Regions from separate parts of the Cricetulus griseus genome. Here region 1 is linked to region 2. Evidence: chromatin contacts called from public Hi-C data. All regions are on one chromosome and are shown on one strand. Each heading gives the region's core, a stretch centred on a gene start, on an enhancer-like site or on the middle of the called end of the contact. The rest is flanking DNA. Distances are from core to core; before and after follow the strand shown. Region 1 has its middle 210 kb from the start of Nrcam. Region 2 holds the start of Stxbp6 (syntaxin-binding protein 6).

Evidence for each region. A called contact is a pair of places that touch in the nucleus more often than the background predicts.
Region 1: a Hi-C map of the CHO-K1 cell line shows a contact between it and region 2, with 7 times the contacts expected there. The contact joins the enhancer-like site here to the promoter of Stxbp6 in region 2. A contact is called at or near these places in 2 of 8 Hi-C or Micro-C datasets (both in the CHO-K1 cell line).

Annotation. Positions count from the first base shown.
Region 1 is chr5:157,054,817-157,059,318 of CriGri-PICRH-1.0, reverse strand. No RefSeq gene overlaps it. Among named protein-coding and RNA genes, the nearest start is that of Nrcam, 210 kb to the left of the region's middle. Within about 2 kb of position 2,903, at least 1 of the 6 cell types and tissues checked has open chromatin away from gene starts, as enhancers often do. A contact at or near this core is called in the CHO-K1 cell line, where this site is marked.
Region 2 is chr5:156,821,142-156,825,312 of CriGri-PICRH-1.0, reverse strand. Stxbp6 (syntaxin-binding protein 6) reads right to left here and starts at 2,162. Exons shown (of 6, transcript XM_027419784.2): 1 at 2,044-2,162.

The DNA.
Region 1 (4,502 bases), core at 1,654-4,153, 230 kb before region 2:
TACATTGTGCAGAAGATAACAAAGAAGTGAACTACATGCCCGCAAACATTTCTGTAGGTACCATGAAGAAAGCAAGATGTTGTGAGGGACTGGCCTGGAAAGTCTTTCTGAGACAGTTTAGTGGAATTGAAAAATGGTCAGTATGAGACACACTGGGGAAAGAAGTATTCTTGGCAGCAGACACAGCATTTGTCAAGGTTCTCAAGTGCAAAAGAGCCTGACATGCTTGAAGTGGCCAGGCAATTACAGCCAGTGAGTAATGAGGTAGCAATTGCTCATGGTCTTGGTTGAATTTAGACATAGGGCTCTCTTGGTCTAAGCAAATATGGGAACTGTGTATGAGCCCCTTCTCTTCCTTCCCCTCTCCTCCTCTCACCTTTTCCTCTCACTTCATTTCCTCCTTCTCTTTCATTTCTTCTCTTGCTTTATTCCTTAGAAAAAGAGGAAAAACAGAGCAGACATGAAGGACCCCAGTGGATAGTGTGGAGCATGCTCGAATTCTCTCCTGCCATATCTGGGGACCATAAGCATATAATGGAACCTCAGGGGACAGGTGGTAAAAGGCATATGATGGAATCTGAGGGGAGAGGCTGACCATGGAGGATCATCAGGAGCCCACAAAAAATGAGAACATTAAGTCAGAGCTTTCTCCATCTCAACCTTAGACTTGAAGAATAGGGCACTTACATCACTTCTAGTCCTTTTCCCTGTTGCTCTCAAGGGGAAAGTAAGGCCAGATTGGTGCCCCCAAGGAGGAACTAAGCTGGTGTCTTAGTTAGGTTTCTATCGCCGTGAAGAGACACCATGACCACAGCAACTCTTATAAAGGAAAACATTAAATAGGGGTGGCTTACAGTTCAGAGATTCAGTCCATTATCATCATAGTGAGGAGCATGGCAGCATGCAGGCAGACAGTGCTAGAGTAGTAGCTGAGAGTCCTACATTTTGTAGGCAACAGGAACTTGTCTGAGACACTGGGCAGTATCCTGAGCATAGAAAGCCTCAAAGCCCACCCCCACATTGATACACTTCCTCCAACAAAGCCTCACCTCCAAATAGTGCTGGTCTTTATGAGATTATGGGGGCCAATTACATTCAAACCACCACAGCTGGTTTTAGCCTTTCCACGTTCCATGGGGATACTGGTGCTGCACTCACAGGTTCAGATGAGGGGCGCTGAGTCCTCCATTGGTTGGATGTCTTTAGTTATCTTCTGTCAGAACCTGACTCAGGGGATCCTTATTAATTTATTAACCACAATCTCTTTCCCTTCTACTTAGTGAATTCCAATACTTGGCCCTTTGCTGTGCTTTGCTCTATGTTAGCTAATGTTTGTTTAGACAAACAAACCAGTCCAGTGACATGGGTGAAGGTGTCTCACTCAGTTCAGCTCTTGAATATGAATGTGTGACTTACCTGAAGGTTTTTGAAACTTTGCTTTTTTTTTACATTTTCATGGTGGGTAAACATCAGCTTCTCTAAGAGGCTGTCAGGGCTCTCAGCATTACCAGTAGTCTCAGGGTACTCTGCTTCCATTGTGTCCTGTACAATGCAGTACCTTGACCTTGGATCGTCTGAACCTCTCCCTGACCCTAGGAATGAACTGTAAACCCATGGTCGCCTTCCATGAATAATTTGTGACTATGCCCTATTGTTCTCCACATTCCATAATGGCAAGTGTCTTTATTTGGGAGGGGTCTTTATTTTCCTTATGATTGAAGGAAGAAAATTTAGATACCATTGCTACTAGGATGGGTTCACAGGAAGAGAGGTGATAGTACATAGAAGGATCCCCTGAGCTTTGGGAGGGGACAGTGAAGAGTAGGATTTGCAAAATCTACACCTCCATAGCACCATGAACTCCCAACAGCTCTACCACATGTCACTTCCCCCACGAAGTGGACACAGTGTAGATTCCTGCCCTTTGGGACATACAGAACCAGATACAGACAAATTGTATTTTGTCTAAAGATACAGCACTAATGTCAAAGTCAGGAGGTTTTCTGCTAAGGATTCAAACCAACATATTTTGTCAAGAAGAAAGTCTGAGTAGCTTGTAGTGTGGAGAAATGTAACACAATATACTCTGTAGAGGGATGGAGTTTGGGATTTTGGTTGGGGCAGGCCTACTGTTCTAACTGCCCTGATCCCTCTTGCCTGGATTCTTCTTTACAAATAGCTTAATAATAATGCTAGGCTTCCATTTTATAAATAAAGCATTATAATTGTGTGGAAATACTATGCCATTGCCATAGTTTTCCTGGGACTATCTTTTAGTTGAATACACCAGATGCTTCCATAATGAGATGTCACCACCAATATATATGTTAGTGAGATCTAGTTGCTTCCTTTGTTTCCTCTAAGGGCTATTTTCACTTTAGACTAAGTTCAATTTGTAGAGCCCATGGTTCTAGCAATAGGCTTTGGGAAAGTAGCCTGAGAAGGTTCTTCTCTTCATCCTTGGAGTCATGGAGATGCATCTGCAGAGTGCTTTTGAACACATTCTTTAAAGAGTGGCATGAATTCCTGCTCAAAGCATGTGTCAAAATATCTCCCAGACCACGAACTGCTCACTTCCATTCCCATGGTTGGTGCCCTAGGTGTAGTGTTGAATTTCTCTCTCATTCATTTAGCCTTTTTGGATGCTTCTTTGAGCAAGTGGCCCCCACTGAGCACTTAGGTCAGCTATCTCTCATTTGCTAGAGCTTCTGTCTATGAAATGTAAAAGGATCATAAAAATGGCCAGGGAGACTTGGGTAACATCTGCCCCATATGACCTGGGCCAACATGGCCTGAAGGAAACTGTGCTGTCCAGCAGCCAGCACCACTTCTAGCAGCCTCAAAAGTCCTGCAAAGTCATTGCTTTGGGAAAGACTGACTCAGAGCTGACATACACTAAGCATGGAGGTGGCAGGCACAGGGCTGTATATTCATTATGTCATCCAGCTCTTACAAATGTAGTCACCTTCAAAGCCACAAGTGTGACAAAGCTGCTGCTGGATTTCGATGGGCAGATTGGTTGGACAATGGTATCCCTTTGCTATCCCCCAAACCCCCTATTTCTGTGAATAACCACAAGGGGGTGCCCTGCCCCAACTCACCTCACTTGAAAGGCAATAGTTTATTCTTATGGAGGTGTGTGTGTGTGTGTGTGTGTGTGTGTGTGTGTGTGTGTGTGTGTGTGTGTGTGTGTTTGAATTTCTACATTCTACTCCCTCCCATATTTCCTTCTGTCCTCTTCTCACAGTAGTGGGAATGGAACCTGGGCCTCACACTAGACAAGCATTCTACTGCTGAGCTGCATTCCCCAGATATATGCCCAGGCATTTTCTTTCTGTCTAAATTGCGAGGGTCCTTTACTGAAATGTTCCAGACTGATGTAAACATGTCTACAAACATTGAGTGTTATCAACAGGCCTAATACAGAAAGCACTCAAAGGGAAGCCTCTGTGCTGTGGAATAAAAGTGTATTCTTTGTTCTCCAAAAACCAGGGAAAGATGACAAGATCATATTTAAGGAAAACTGTAGGCTTCAGCAATAAAGGACGAAGTTTTAATTAAACAGATCATTTGGTACACATGATCAGTGCTTACACAGGAATGTTCTTTTGAATTTGTAATCTCCTGCCTCAGTGTTCACGGAAAGCATTCATGGGCTCCATTTGCTTATCTCTGTGTCACCTGACAAATAACCAAGTTGGTAGAGTAACAGTGACACATGGCATAGGACAAAGGCTCCATCCATATCTAATGTTGGCAATTGATACCTGGGATTCAAGGGACTATGAGCCCCGTCTTCTGCACACATATCCATCTAAGTATAGATGTGTGACATTTCAACCTGCCATTTGAGGCAGACTGAAAGGGAAATTGTGTGTTGTCGAATAAATCTTCCCTCTACCTGCAAGCACTGGTACCATTTAAAATGCCTAATGGAGGAAGTATGAGAATAATTGTGACATATATGGCCAGCTAAATCATAATCCAGTAGGCATGACCATGGGTTCTATTTCTATACCACATTCCATAGGACCCATGGGATGGGCCATGGACTGGGATAGGCCTTTGTTGCAGTCACCCTGAATGCCTATGGAGCCTAGTCATGACTCAGAAAATAGAAGAAACTGTGGCAGAAAACTTGAAGAGAAGGCATGTTCCATAGCAACTTCCTCTGAGGCAAACTTCCATCTTGAAGGGGGGCAGGCACAGGATATTCTGAAGGGATGTGAAGAATTCTATCTTGTCCAGAAAGCTGATTAACGGGAAGGAAACAACTTAACGGTTTCATGAAGTTCCAGAAACTTACCAAATACACTAGATCTCACTTTTCCCAAAGGTATATAAGCAGTATGGACAGATGAGAAACACTCTCAGACAAGTTGACCTGCTTAGAAAAGGAAGAGGCCAGCTGAGCTTCCTGGAAGAAACTCAGACATATAGAGCCCCCTGTAAAGGACTGTTTCCAATCTGACTAGATGCCTACAGGTTGGGTAGTGTGCTTC
Region 2 (4,171 bases), core at 913-3,412:
CTCTTATTTGGAAATCTCTGCTCTAGGCTCAGGGTGTGTTCCTAGAGAAGCTCGGGAGCCTCTTTAAATCCTTGTTAACTGGGTAGCTTGTAATCTCTCCTGTCCTTGCCTCTTAAATTGGTGTTTAATCTCACACTAATTTTACCAAAGAGGGCTTGAGTCCTTAGTTCAAGGTCACTATGAGAAGCCAAGTCAGAGCTCCATAGCAGGACTTGCAGATTTAGTCATCATCGTTGGATCACAAAGGAAAGCCTTGCTGACACAGACAATTCTGGGGCCCAGGACTGTGAATGGTGTTCACACAGGTCTCATGGTCTCCTCCATTATACCACACTGCCTCCCTCAGACAGAAAAGAGGGATTTCCAACCCATAAAAATCAAGAGAAGCTGTGCAGGTATGGGTAACTGGCTGCTTCTGCAGATCTCAGCACACAAACCTTGTCGTGAGGACTGCCTAGTGGGGGGAGACCACAACAGATGTGGAGAGCAATAGGGCCACCATCATCTCCTGTTTGTTACAAAGACAAAACAACAAAAACCCCGAACTTCGGAGTGGCCCATAGCTTGTCCACCAGGCCTGTCATCAGGGAAAACTTGAGTTCAGGTCTGTCTGTGTGATTCTAGAACCTGTGTAGTATAGCCACACCAAGGATCCGGACATCTGGAAATCTTCCCCAAGCGTACAATCCCCAAGGAAGAACCCAAAAATGGTGAGGTCCTAAAACCTCAGCACCTCCTCAGAGTGAATGCTCCCTTAAAAACTCAACACACAAAGCCACCAGTTAAGGTGCTCAGTCAAAAGAGAGGGAAGGAAAGGAAGAAGAGAAAATATAAAAGGAAAAGAACAGAAGAAAGAGGGAGATGCTTATTTCTAGCCTGCATAATCACGCTGGACTTCTTCCCATAGCAGCCTCCTAGGCAAGGCAAACAACCACTCAGACCCTGGGCTGAAACGCCTCCACACACTTCAACCGGGCTCCTCCACCTTCCCCGACACCCCACCCTTTTATGACAACTCTGCTCTGACTGGTGTGTAGGCAAAACCCTAAAACTCAAAACAAGAAGTGAAAAAAGTGGAGCCAGGAGAATCATGGACATCCGCGACATCCTTGCCATATGTACCCAGCTAGTTCCAGGGCCTCGGAGTCAACCAGAAGACCTTAGGAGACGATGTAAGGAAGCAGACAGTCCTCTACCCCTCCGGCTTTGTTCCTTCCCACAAAGTAAGGGGAGAGGCTTGTTATGAAGTCCAAGGCAAACAAGCTCCCATGCACTCCTCCTAAAGAACTGTGCGCCATTCAAACTCTCTAACTGACCTTTGGGTCCTGGGGTCTGTGATGATGGAAACCTCAGGAAAGTTGGGGGTGGGGAGGGGGAGCAAAACATGCATCTACTCTAACCAACCACGCTGACCCGCCATATGTGTGGGACAGATTCTGGAGCGCTCTGGGGAAAAAAAAAAAAGAAAAAAAAAAACGGAGCCCAGAGGCCTTGACCTAGCCCCCGACCACCTCTTAGGGTAAGTCCGGAGGCAAATGGGGGCCGGAAGCCCGCCCAGCAAGAAGTACCCGCCTCAGTTTTGGCAGCAAAGATCTTCCTGGAGATAACAGGATTCATAGATTGGGGTGATTCGCTGATTTCAGCGGAGAGAGCCCTGGTTAGGGGTTCAGGGACCCACTGAGTTCTCCCTAAACCGAGCCTCCAGGCGGCACCCTTGGGGGCCTTTCTGCCAAGCCGGCAGCGCAGACCTGAGGGCTCCACCACCAACTTTCTCAAAGGAATCTGCCCTCTAGGCTGTGGTCAATCTTGCTCGCACTCCCGGTCCCGGGCTGGGGGAGAATCAGCGACCCAGACCCCTTTCCGCGCGCACCAAGCAGCGGCGCCAGGCGTATAGCCCCCTCTTCCCGCCGCCCCCCAACTTGCCCGCGCAGCTCTCAGCGCGCCTACCCTCGCCTCCTGCCCCGCGGCGCGCATCGCAGCTGGCGGCTGCGGTAGCTGCCACTGTACGCCGGGTGGCCTGGCCTCCCCGCGCCCGGAGCCTACCGTGCAGCCTGGCTCGTGCTCGGGCGGTGCCTAGTGCACGGCACGCGTCCCAACCGGAGACAGTGCTCCCCCGCGGCTGCCCCGCGCAGAGATGGGGGCTGCGGACCACGCTGGCCCGGCTCAGCTGCTGGCTGGTCGCTGCTCGCCGCTCCCGCGCGGCTCCCGCGGCGAGGAGGGAGGGGTCGGGGAAACTCCTGGCAACTCCAAGTCCCGGCACCAGAGCTCCAGCTGCAGCCTCGCGCCAGCCGGCTGCCGCGAGTGCGAGCTAGCGAAGCCAACCTGCCCCCGCCGCTGCCTATGAGCATGCCCAGTGCGGCCGTGGGCGAGCCATTGCGCCCTGGCCCGGGGCAAAGATCGGTAGTGGCCCAGGGCTCGGGGCTGGGCCTCAGGCCGGGAGCCCAGGGGACAAATGGAGGAAGGCCGGGAGACGCGGGTCAGGGAGGGCCAGGCAGTAAGAGTCGCACCGGGTTGTGAGAAGTTTGTAGGCTGGAAAGATGGGCTGATTCTGTGAACCGCTGCAAGCCAGCACTCAGTGAACAACCAGAAAACGTGCTACAGGAATGTGGGCCCAGCAGGTGGGGTTTTATTCAGTCCCAAGCTTACCTAGAGGTGACAAAATGCAAAAGCTAATGGGGCCTGGCACTCTCAGTAAAGGAGTGAAGCAGAGGGAGGGGGCCAGGCCAGCTTAAGAGACAGCACAGCTGTCCTGCTGGAAATGCCCTAGGCTAGCATGAAAAAATTAGACCTGAGTTTGCGGATTTTATTTCATAAATAAGTGATTGATATGTAGCTTTTTTCATGCAAAATACCTTGGTTATTGAATCTTGCTAGAGAATTAAAAAGAAAAAAATAATAATAACAACTCTCTGGAGTCTAGACCAAAACCCTTAGCTAGGTCCAGTGGCTGCTCAGCCAGTTTGAACCAGAGCTCTGTGAAAGAGGTGCTGAGTGCCTGCCCACGATGGTTTAGGAAGGTACTGGAAAGTATCCAAGATGATTCAGATTGCCTTCAAAGTGCAAGGGGGAAATAGGTTTTCCTGATAGAACAGAGCCAGAGATAACGCTGGTGCATTCAAAGAGGGAACTAATGCGGAAAGGGGCTTTGACAACTAACTTTGAGGACATTTAAGGAGTATAAACACCTGAGTGGGAGGTCACTGCAAGATAAACGGGAATCGTTCTAGCTGCTAGAGTCCCTTAAAGGCATTTTAGAGTCTGAAGCAAAGGGAAGCCCAAGCCCGCATAGTATCAGTCCTGCCTTTATTTACAATTTTGATATTTTTATCATGCATTTTTGCATTGATTTCTTTCTTTTTAAATACTGCATTAAAACTTCACTCTGATTACCGAGTTCTTTGGCCAACCTTTCTGTTTTGTGTCCTATCTCATCCAGGTCCTAGTTAGCTGGAGTAAAATTGGCAAGAGTACATTAAGAGAACTGAGACACACACACACACACACACACACACACACACACACACACACACACACACACTGTATAATCCAAAGATGACTCTTCTGGGAAGACATGTTAAGCAGTAGGTAGGAATGTACGTGGGAAGGAAAGAGCAGGATTTGCTTATGACATGATCACTGTTTTATGAAAATCAGAAGCATCTCCCTGAAAAAGCCATCACATTCTGCCAATCTGGAAAGAGACATGGTTGGGTAACTTCTTAACCAAAAAGGAATATTCAGGGCTTTTGGTACAATCCCAGCCATCCTCCATCAGGAGTTACGGTGAGCAGGTGGCTTCTCTTCCAAGCTACATTTCCCTCATCTGTGAAATAGAAGACAGTTCTCATTAGTTATGAGAGATTTAGATGTGATGTGTGGTGTTCATGTTTTTTGTTTTGTTTTGTTTTGGTTTTTTTGTTTTCGAGACAGGGTTTCTCTGTGTAGCTTTGGAGCCTATCCAGGCTGGCCTCAAATCACAGAGATGGGCCGGCCTCTGCCTCCCGAGTGCTGGGATTAAAGGTATGTGCCACCAACGCCCTGCTGTGTTTATGGTTTTTTTAAATAATGAGAGTTTATGCAATGAGAAAGCAGTCTGTGATCATCATGTATTAAGTTAGACATAAAAAGTCTTTGCTGCATTACAAAAGTTGTCCGAAAAAGCAAACCTCAT